Linked DNA regions of Sus scrofa: region 2 is linked to region 1. Evidence: chromatin contacts called from public HiChIP or PLAC-seq data. All regions are on one chromosome and are shown on one strand. The core of a region is the stretch at or near the end of the contact, and the rest is flanking DNA. Distances in the headings are between cores, read along the strand shown. Region 1 overlaps CARMIL1 (F-actin-uncapping protein LRRC16A). Region 2 overlaps CARMIL1 (F-actin-uncapping protein LRRC16A).

The links. HiChIP or PLAC-seq counts read pairs in DNA pulled down with a chosen protein or histone mark.
Region 2: an H3K27ac HiChIP or PLAC-seq map of alveolar macrophages shows a contact between it and region 1. The contact joins two enhancer-like sites. A contact is called at or near these places in 1 of 47 Hi-C or Micro-C datasets (epiblast stem cells) and 1 of 2 datasets of contacts at active chromatin or transcription factors (alveolar macrophages).

Annotation. Positions count from the first base shown.
Region 1 is chr7:20,057,801-20,063,576 of Sscrofa11.1, reverse strand. All of the region lies in intron 2 of CARMIL1 (F-actin-uncapping protein LRRC16A), which reads right to left. Among named protein-coding and RNA genes, the nearest start is that of CARMIL1, 24 kb to the right of the region's middle. Within about 2 kb of position 4,021, at least 20 of the 83 cell types and tissues checked have an H3K27ac peak or open chromatin away from gene starts, as enhancers often do. A contact at or near this core is called in alveolar macrophages, where this site is marked.
Region 2 is chr7:20,214,476-20,220,125 of Sscrofa11.1, reverse strand. The region is part of intron 11 of CARMIL1 (F-actin-uncapping protein LRRC16A); the gene reads right to left. Among named protein-coding and RNA genes, the nearest start is that of SCGN, 170 kb to the left of the region's middle. Within about 2 kb of position 2,960, at least 1 of the 83 cell types and tissues checked has an H3K27ac peak or open chromatin away from gene starts, as enhancers often do. A contact at or near this core is called in alveolar macrophages, where this site is marked.

The sequences.
Region 1 (5,776 bases), core at 2,772-5,271:
TCACAAAAGCAGGGCTTCTGTGCTACTGCTACTTTTGTTAATAAAAATATAATTTTCACATCCATGTTAAATACATAGCTTAATCCACAGTCTTTTTTTTTTTTTTTTTTTTTTTTTTAGCCTAAGCATAACTAGATGGCGACCTCATTGCAGGTCTTATCAGTGTCTAAACACCGAAATCCACAGCCACCTGCCCTGACAACTCACGCTTGCTATAAATAAGTGGGTAACATTCTGCCCTGAGAGGTGAAAATTCTGGTTGTCTATTAAAAGTAAAACCAACAACCACAAAAACCCATTGTTGGCCCATTCTCCCATCTTAGAAAAGACTTTCAACTTCAGATTTAGATGCCTACAGAGTGGCCCAAAGAAAAGCAGTGTCTAAACAAAATTTAAGAACCAACGTGACATAGAAGTATCCCCAAACTCTCTTCCCACACTCTTTCAGTGCTAAGTGGAAGCTGTTCGCCAATATCTAAACACTTTTGATTTACCCATGAATTTCTTTTTGACATTTGAGACCATGTTGTACATCTAATCAATGTATCAACAAAACAAGTACTGCTATATAAAGCACAAAAAAAGGTGGCCACAGATAGAAAACTGTATATCAGGTCAAGGAAATTCTAATGAACTGGAGAATATAGACAGGTACCCAAACAAGGACGGAAGATAAATTCAAGATGAATAAATTCTATGACATAATATAAGTATATAATTAAAGAGTTAAGACACACTCGTTCACTTTTCTAAAGTTTCAAATGACAGTTCCCATCGTGGCTCAGCAGTAATGAATCAACTAGTATCCATGAGGACCTAGGTTTGATCCCTGGCCCGCCTCAGTGGGTGAAGGACCCAGCATTTCTTTTTCTCACGTTCTTCCTCCATCACGTTCCATCACAAGTGATTAGATATAGTTCCCTGCACTATACAGCAGGATCTCATTGCTTATCAACTCCAAATGGACAGACAAGGGCCTTCCTGGCATCTTTCCCCAACTAGACAGACAGACAGGGGACAAATGGACAGACAAGGGCCTTCCTGGCATCTTTCCCCAACTAGACGAGACAGACAGACCAGGATGGCAGTGGGGGATTTCTGTTCAGAGCCAGAGTCAGAAGTGCCAAAATCTAAACCTGACAAACAGGCTGGAAAAGGCCTCTCGCATCTCCATTGGAATTCAAAGCAGCAAGCCCACTAGAGGCCATCCGGTCCAGACTTCCCAACTGGATTTTAACCTCAAGGTGAGAAAGCGGATCCAATCCTAAAAATATCAAGCCAATCCATATAGGCAGTGTGGGACTCCATGAGGCCCAACAACGGCTCTGTCCTGGCCAAACTAACAAAAGTTTTCAGTCCTTGATAGTAACATTGCAATACTGAACATGCTCTAACAGAAATGATTGGACACATGAGGAGTGAAAATTCTGAATCCCAAATCTCTGCTCAAGGGATGGATTTCCTCATTTGAATGTCTTTTGGGAACCCCCCCCCCCCAGTTATGGAGTCAAGCAATCCAAACTTGCACTTGTCCACTTCCAAGGAACTCCATCTCTGCCCCCCAACACAAATCAGCAGATTCTATCATTGGACAGCCCGGGCTGCTGGGGAGAGTTTTCTGAGTTTCAAGATGATCCTCAGTCCCTGGTAGCTTTTATCCTCTGACTCCAGTTCAGGACCATGGACAATAAATCTAGGTCCTCTTCTGCATGACAGCCCCTCCCACTCACGCTGGGGAGAAGACAGCCTCATAATATAAACTGCACACAACCAGTGAGATGATTAATGTAGTTCAGGAACCTTACCCTACCCCATTTCTAAAAAGTTTTTTTTTTTTTTTAAGCACTGTTCTGAAATTACCCTAAACACGTACAGTAAGCAGACTGATACCTGATCTGACTTCTATTTCTCAGATCAGACCCAAAGAAGGAGATGCAAAAAAAAAAAAAAAAAAGAAAAGAAAAGAAAAAATCTCTTTGACTTCAACTCAATCACTTCCCAAGGCACTGCCTTCTTCCTGCCAAACACAGGTCCTTGACACGCAGGTGGTATGCAATGATTATTTAGTAAATGAAACATGTCCGTGATCTTCCCAAAAGTAGGATGGATGGATGTCATCTCCTTGACAGGTTTTTTTCTCCCACTTGGCTAATCTGTAAGTGTCAGAAGCAGATATGACAACCGTCCCAAGGGATGTGCAAATTATAGTATATAGGCCCTTTGTGTTAAAGACTGAGATAAATAAGTTGTCAGCTTTTCTCTGAGTTTCCTGGAATACTAGTGCCCTATGAGATATTAATGGGTGCTTCATGAAATGTACACTGTATATTAAGCAAGGATGCTAAACATTCTAAGAATAGAGGTGAAACCTGTTTAGGTTTGGGGAACACAAGGCCAAAGTCCTTAGCAGGAGCACTTTGCTCCCGGAGCATCTTATTCTTGTCTTGGGAATATGATCCATTCCCCAGTTTAGGAAACAGGGCTTGGAGCTACGCAAGATTTCTTCCGGTTTACACGCGAAAAAGGGTTGCTAGTGGAAGCATCAGGAAATGAGATGCTTTCCAAGCTTTTCCAACAACTGTAGGTGAACTTTCAAGTGACAATTTTACTTGTTTAAAAATAATAAAGTAAAATCACGCACTATAACTTTATCATACAAAATCAAAGTATCTTCTCCAAAAGCTTCAGGAAAAAAAAAAAAAAAAAAAGTCCTTTCATTGAATCGGCAAAAACAACTCTTTTAACAATGGAAGAAGGACAATCTTTCCAGGCAAAGGAGGAGCCAGTAATCAGCAAAAGTTGAAAGTACATTCAATTTCTCTCCCATGTGAATGATAAAACTAAGCCTTAAAAACAGGAAATAAATCACTCTCTGACACGACAGGCAGAAAGGGAAACAAGACAAGTGACTCATTCGTGCAAAGGTTCATATTCCTGAGACCATGGCACAAACACTGCTCGGTCCCACCACGGGGAGATGGGACCAACCTTTCTTTTGAAGCATCCTGCAACCTCCTGGGCTAGGAACTGGGTGTAATGGGGAGCAGAGCTCAAGTGAGAAGTCAGAGCGTACTGAATGGCTTTTCTGACTGCCCCGATCATTCTGACAGAAGCAGAGTCAGCTGGCCATTCTCCCCACCTCGCTGCATTACTTATTGATCCCTGCATCCGGCACAAAGCTAAATTAAAGATGCACTACATGAGACCAGGCTGATGAGTAAAGAGACTTACCAGGGCCCTGAGAAAACCAGCTTAGGCTTAAGATTTATGCTCTAGACCTGGGTCCCACACTATGCAACTCTTCTGTGCCTACCATGAAAAGATCACTATTAGAGGTAAGGGGCTTGATACGAAAGCACAATAAGGAAATAGTCCTGGGCTCTTGAGTAGCTGACAAGGATTCTAACTGGAGAATAAGAGAATCCCGATTATGTTCTTGGTCAGGCCCCAAATCCTTTAAGATGGACTTGAAAACAAGCGCTGGCCCACATTCCCACGATCTATACCCTAAAGAGACTCGAAAAACCTTCCGAGGGACAGTATGCAATAGTCTGCATCTCTACTCACTCCCCTCTCAGGGGATTTGTGTGAAAAGAATCCCGTGCATTTGCTGCATGAAAGCACCTGCATTCTTTCCAGGTTTGAATGGGAAAGAGAGGGAGGAAGGCATGAGTGGAGGGATGAGGGCAACACCAACAGACTGGACAGGGCTGAGGCCAATGGTTCAAACCGGCAAGAAATTTCTGTGGGCCCACTGAATGTTTCGAAAATGATTCACAAGGCTGATTTCAACACTGCCTGTGTTTCCATGTTTTTGGTTGTTTTGTTTTTTCCCAAGGCTCTCACTCTTAGCACCTCCCTCAAAAGAGATGTCCTGAGATGCCTTAACAGGAAATGCCAATAGAAGATGTTACTGAAGTCGAAGCACCAGGTCCTTGGCCTGACTACTGTGAGTTGGCCTCCTTGGTCCAATCTAAGGAAGTGAAACAAGCCAGGCCTGCGGGTTTTCTAAATGCTGCTCTACTAGGGAGGTTTCTTTGGGGCAAGTCAGTGTAACATGCTGATCCCAACCGCTTCCACCTCCCCTTCTTTCCTGCAATGTGAACTTCAATTGCCTTTTGGGATCCCAGATGGAACGTGTGTTGAAATAAAGAGGCGGAGCTACACAGATCCTTTTGAGGCACAGCCAGGCTGAGGGTCTCCGCTCCAAGGAAGCGGCGAACCATGAAGCCTGTCTGCAGACCACCTGGTCCCCTAATACAAGTACGTAGTTGTTGGGCTCACCCAGGTGGCAGAGACTAGATATGCATTGAAGCTGCCATAGTGAGTGATGGTCTACCGTAAGGAGACCTGGAGAAGCAGGCATGGCTGGAAACCCTATCAGCAGCTGCCCAGCTAGGTCATGTAGACAACTGAAAAATACTGACCCAAGATAGGTTAGATAGATGGATTCACTCCACTCAACTTCCAAACCACCCTTCGAAAGCAGTCAGCCATCTACGGCTCCGTCACTCTTCCTGCTTCTGCTTCTCTTGCCCTAACTGGCTTATGAATGCCCTTTTCATGCTCCAGGGCTTCTGCCTGTACAAGGGCTTATACCGCCTCATGCCTTCTGCTTTCTCCTGCTATGGTGTCTCTCTCCATGTCTCAGACTCTCCAGAGGAAGAATCTTTGCAACATACAGATCAGCCCATTGGGCAGAGCTGTGAGGTCCAGGCTACAGAGGCGCACCTTGGGTTCAAGTCAGCTGTGGCCAAGGTGTGGGGTTTCTGGTCCCACTCTCGGGGATGCTGAGGAAAGGAAACCCCCAAAGGAAGCTGTGGATGTGCCAGGCTCTCAGGGAGGACCCATCTGACCAGCAGACCCCTGACCTGCCTAGTACAAGACATTTTCTTAAGCAGATTTGAAGTTCTGTATACAGTGGATTATGATAACTTCTCAGTAAAGCTTATTCTATAGGTATTTAGTTGGGGCTTACTTCAGAGGCTGACCCAGTGTTTCTCATATTTCAGTGGGCATCCAGTTGCCCAAAGGGCTTATTAAAACAAACTGCTGCACCCCTCTCCCTGGGTCTTCATCTCAGTGGCTCTGGAAGGGACTCCTCTGAATGTGCATTCTTAACAAGTTGCCAGGTGATGCTAAAGTTACCATTCTCCGGATGGCACATGGAGAACCACTGGCCAAATCAATGGTTTTAAGATCAGAGATCTTGAGACAAACTTCTGCTTGGTGGCATCTGTTATTTTTGTTACATATAGATATAGGGAGCTAAATACTTCAAAAAAAAGACTTTCAAAGTGCGTGTGATTTTTAATTAGCCATAGCTATATTACAGGACTTTAAATATTCAGACTTAGATATAACTTGATAAGCTAAGTATGATGAGGTAGGCATTTGTTCTCTGACATTTGGGGACCCACTGACCTAAACCACTGGTTCTCAACCGGGGGTGGTGAAGGGGGGCAATTCTGCCACCCAGAGAATATCTGACACTGTCTGGAGACATCTGTATTTGTCATGACCAGGAGAAGGCAGTAGCCCTCCCAGGATCCAGCAGGTAGAGACAAGGATGCTACTAAGCCTCCTATAACACACAAGCCGCCCCTCAAGAAAGACTTTTTGCAGAGTTCCTGTTGTGGCTCAGTGGTTAACAAGCCTGACTAGCAACCATGAGAACTTGGGTTCGATCCCTGGCCTTGCTAAGTGGGTTAAGGATCCGGCATTGCTGTGAGCTGTGGTGTAGGTCGGTGGCTACAGCTCCAATTCAACCCCTAGC
Region 2 (5,650 bases), core at 1,711-4,210, 160 kb before region 1:
GGTCACCAATCATAGCAAACATATTACTCTGGTGATGGATGCTGATAACGTGGGTGACTATGCACTTATGGGAACAGGGAGTATATGGGAAATTCTGTACCTTTCTCTCAATTTTGCTGTGACCCTAAAACTACACTTAAAAAAACTGAGTCTTCAGACATGGAAAGTAGACTTGTGGTTGTCAAGAGGGGGAGGGAACAGAGTGGGATGGACGGGGAGTTTGGGGTTAGTAGATGTAAACTATTACATTTAGAATGGACAGGCAGGAGTTCCTATTGTGGTGCAGCAGAAACGAATCTGACTAGCAATCGTGAGGTTGCGGATTCAATCCCTGGCTTTGCTTAGTGGGTTAAGGATCTGGCTTACCATGAGCTGTGTGGTGTCGTTGCAGATGCAACTTGGATCCTGTGTTGCTGTGGCTGTGGCCAGCAGCTATAGCTCTTATTGGACCCCTAGCCTGAGAACCTCCTTATGTCGCAGGTGCAGCCCTAAAAAAAAAAAAAAAAAGCAAAGAAGAATGGATAGGCAATGGGGTCCTATACAGCACAAGGAACTGTATCCAGCCACTTATGATGGAACATGATAAGAGATAGTGTGGAGAAGAGCAATGTGTCTATATGTGTGGTTGGGTCACTCTGCTGTACAGCAGAAACTGACAGAACATTGTAAATCAACTATAATAAAAAAAATGTAGACAAAGTTAAAAATTAAGTCTTTAAAAAAAATAGGTATGGAAGAGAGAAGGATACCAGACTGTTACTTTAAATATTAAGAGTAATCACTGCTGACTCATAACCAATTCTTTCATGTATTCTTTCATTTAGCAAAGCATATGCTACATAAATGTTAAAATATTTATATGCATGTGTGTGTATGTATATATATCCATATCATGCTGAAAATATTTGATAGATCAAAGTTAAAACCTACTACTAAACTTCAAATTTGTTGCACTCAGGTTGACTTGAGCTGTTTTGCTTTGTTCTTTGAGAAAATGACAATTTTTAAACTTTTAATATGTTCTTTTGTGTTGGACACACCTGTAACACCACATAAAATTGTAAATGCCTATAACCGAACGCAAGACCAGAATGGAATAATTATTTTACGCTACTAGTGACATGCACACATCTGTTCACTCCTTAATCAAAAATTTTCTGTTAAAAAGGAAGACACAGAGTTCCCTGGTGGCTCATTGGGTTAAGAACCCAGCACTGTCACTGCGGTGGCACAAGTTTGATCCCTGGCCTGTGAACTTCTGCATGCCATGGGTGTGGTCAAAACCAAAACAAAACAAAAGGGAAGGCAGACGAAAAGGAATAAATAATCCAGCAACATTTTTCTCTATGAATAGGACGATCACACTCTCAATAGTGAAAGTAATAAAAATGAAGCTTCTAAGTTAGAATAAAGTGAATAAAGTCATGTTTGCTCATTTATTCTAAAAAAAGAAAAAAAGCAGGATTAAAGGTAAAAAGGACTAAAGGCTCAGATACAAAATGTCTGGTTAAAGTAATTTTCTATCTGGTTCCAGATGAAGTTACAAGCATCTTTCTTTCCTGACAAAATGTTTTGTTTTCGTTTCCTAGGCATCCACAACTCATAAACATACTGTATTTCTTCTTTTTTTTTTTTTTTTTTTTTGTCTTTTTGCTATTTCTTGGGCCGCTCCCTCGGCATATGGAGGTTCCCAGGCTAGGGGTCCAATCGGAGCTGTAGCCACTGGCCTACACCAGAGCCACAGCAACGCGGGATCCGAGCCTCGTCTGCAACCTACACCACAGCTCACGGCAACGCCGGATCGTTAACCCACTGAGCAAGGGCAGGGACTGAACCCGCAACCTCATGGTTCCTAGTCGGATTCGTTAACCACTGCGCCACGACGGGAACTCCTGTATTTCAAGAAACATCCTGGCTAAGTGCTAATAGAATGAAAGGCATAACTGTGGTCAGGACTATTCTTTTTTTTTTTTTTTGAAATTGAAAGAATTAAATTGATTTTTTTATAAAAGGTAACAGATTCTTACACTAAGGGTCCTCCGATTTGGCCAACTTCAAAAATGGTGTCTTGGCCACATGATTAAATTGAGGGCGGCTGGCAGGCAAAATATCAGGAAAAAAAGAGAAATTAACCTACCTTGGACTTTCTGAAGCTAGTTACTCTATGGTGTCATGGAAGAAACTGACCAGCAAGAAAACCTTTCCCCACAAAGAAAGGGCAGAAGCGACTTTTCAACTTTTGGCCAAAACTATTCAATTCTGCCCCCCAAATAAAGCAAAACCTGGCTTTCAGAGCTGTGAATTAAAACAAAATCTATCACCAAAAGCTTTCATTTGGAGACTTAATGAATAACCCCCCTTATGATTTATTTTTGTTTTAGTATGTGTCAAATTTAGAATGAAACAATCTAATTTTTATTTCTCCTTTCAAAATGAAACTGGGAACCTCCATATGCCTCGGGTGCAGCCCTAAAAAGACAAAAAAAAAAAAGAAAGAAAGAAAGAAAGAAAGAGATTCAAGAACTAGGAATACAGGAGTAAAAGACTAGTAGAAAAAATAGAGTCAAGAGCTTAATTTTTGAGCTCTAAAATCCAAATCTATGCAGTTTTGACAATATTGTTTTACTTCATATAGCCATAAAAAATATCAATTAAATATGGCTGAAATCATGACTCTAAAGAAAAGTACGTTCTGTTGTATAAGCTGTCATGCAGAAAACCTGACATCTCTAAATATCAGTGACTAAGAAAATTTATGGACATGCAATGTTTTTCCATTCGCATCCATACAATCATTTCCTTCCATTTCCAAAGGAAATCTAGGCAGCCAAATCAGAAAAGCCCAACCACAATATAACAGATTGGTTGTTTGATTATTCAGGAAATCCTAGGCAGGAGTCTGAACAACTGGTACTAGATAGGACTCTGCAAGCTCTCCCAAATTATGTACAGTTTCCTCATCCATAAAAGGGGAACAGTAACATTTGCACTATTTAACGTCACGAGGCTGTTTTATGAACCAAAGGTGACAGTGAAAGTTAACATTTATGGAGCGCATACTGTGACAGGCCATTCTTATGGCTTTGATGGGCATTATCTCATTGAATCCTTAGGACACCTTCAAGTGGGAGGTGCTATTATTATTTGAGAGATGAGGAATCCTCCAAGGCATAGAAAAGTTAGAAAAATTGCCTGAGGAAATTCAGATGGAAAGCGAGTAAGCCCAGATCTGGACTTCTTTATTTTGACTCCAAAACCGCTGGTAGACTCTAAGACATGAAAGCTCTTGAGTGCCCCAACATAGAAGTGGCAATTCTAGAATCTATTTCTCTTTGTCTTATTTGGAAGGTCAAATCAGAGCCACCACCACATGGCTGGGAAAAGAAATACTTGGGTGCTTCAGGTCAACATTTCGAGAAGAAAAACACGAGATAGGATTCTAAATCATCTTTAAACAAAATAATCCAATTTAGAACAAAGCAAGGGGAGGAAACAAGGACAAACATTCCTGCCAAAGGCTAAGATCATAAAATCCAGGGTAACTGGGAAGGGTAAGGAGGGAGACGAGAACAAGGAGGTTGTGACATGTGGGGAAGGACAGCATGTGAATGAGCTGAGAGAAGAGCTACAAGCCCGAAAACACTCCACTCTGATCCAAAAAGCCCTTGGCTCCAAAGGATTAGTCACAAAGTGATGACTGAAACACCCTGGTTTCAGATACCAGGTCAGCCCAGGGGACTCACCACACAACTAGTTAATAAAGTTGAGCTAGAGCAGGGTGTTTCAAGGCTTTTTTTTAGCCTGACCCACATCAAGAAAGAGATTTCATATCGTGATGCAGGAAACTCAGGCAACAATAAATACATGCACATTTAATAGAAAACCCAAGCCCGAGTTTCCCCGGACAATGCACTTTGATGTTGTCTATTTTGTTTCTTTAAAAAAAAAAAAGCTTACTGTGAACTATTAAGTTCATTTCATGACCACCTAATGGGTCATGGCCTACAACCTGAAAACACACTGGCTGGAATGCCAAGAGCAAGCTGGGGCATGAGCCTAGCCCCTCAACTGGGATATGAAGAGTGGGTGCAGGAGTTCCCTGGCGGCCTAGTGGATAATCATCTGATGTTGTCACTGCTGTGGTGCAGATTCTATTCCTAGCCTGGGAACTTCCACATGCTGCAAATACAGCACCCCCCCCCCACCTCCATCCAAAAAGAGCTGGTGTGTGTGTGTGTGTGTGTCTGGTCTGCTCACTGCCTTGTGGGGCTCTTTCAGAGAGCAGGGCATCCAGCGTTGGAAGGCCTGCCTGTACACACCACACCCCTGCTCACTAAATCACACTTCAGCCTCCGCACCACAAGCCCCTGCATAACAGAAAGCTGCCTGTCTTCTGCACACAAGCGTGACAAAGAGGCTGAGCTGTAACTATCAGAGATTTGCTGCTTCAACATTCATATCACAAAGCAAGGAACCAAATTTCCCTCTCTGAGTTTCCAAATAAGTCCCTGAGAGGAGGGTTCAGGTGCAAAATCAAATTGCACTTGGTGCTGAAATTCCTCAGCATTCTGGGCTGCCAGACTGCCTTGTGTTTCTTTGTGTTTCTGTGTAAATAATCTTCCCTGGCTTGGTCTCTTTTATAGACTAAACAAGTCAATTCTAAACTCCTCCCCCATGCTTTTTTATTGTTTTCAATTGAAAAGCTCAGAAAAGTCATGAAAATTTGTCCCAAGTTTGACGTTCCTATAAATATTTTATGCTTGGTTGGATTTCTCGTGCAATTTCCATCCAGGAGCGGAAAAGCTACCCATCATCTTCCAGTATTTAGACCAGATTAGAAAAAAAAAGAAAAGAAAAAAAAGAAAAAAAGCCTATAAAGAATTTGTGTTCAGGAGGCTCAGCCCCAAGAGAGAAGAAAGGTGGGAACGACGGGGCTGGCAGGTGTCCAAAAGCTCTGGCAAACACAGCACCGAAGGAACTCCAGAAGGGGCAGAAACACGCAAAGTCTTAGCTTGAGAAAATATTTTCAGGAGTGTCAAAACTTGAGTGTGTGTGAGCAGAAAACACCCTGGAGAGTCGGTATGCACGCACAAAGCGGAGGAAAGCATCCTTGGAATGATTCATGCCTCCAACACCTGTGGGTGGACTGCAGGTAGGTGAAAAGACACACAAAATCAGGGCACAGAGGGAGGAAAGTGGAGGAAAAAACCAGGGAAACATCGTCTCTGAATTACACACTCTGACTCCACGCAAGAGACATTTCCATCACCTTCGCCACGGATTCAAGTGCCATTCAAAAAAAAAACCACAAAAGGGCCTTCCATTAAACGAAATCAAACTCAATTTAAGGAAAATATTTATTATGTACAAGTTTCTAGGCTAGATGCGGTATGTCTTAGGTGGTTAGAAGGGAATGAGGGACCAGCCGTAGGCATGAGAAGTAAGCTGATGGAGACATGTCCGCATCTAATTACAACGCAGCAGCACAAAGGAAGAGCTGTCACACACGTTGAAGGCATTGAGGGTCCAGGAGATAAACCTGCACCTGAGTTGACAGGTTGCCCAAGAAGGCTGCTCCCCAGAGCATACGAGGTGCGCGACAGGAAAGATGCAGGGCCTCAGATTCATTCCTCCCCCTCAAAGCCTCCCA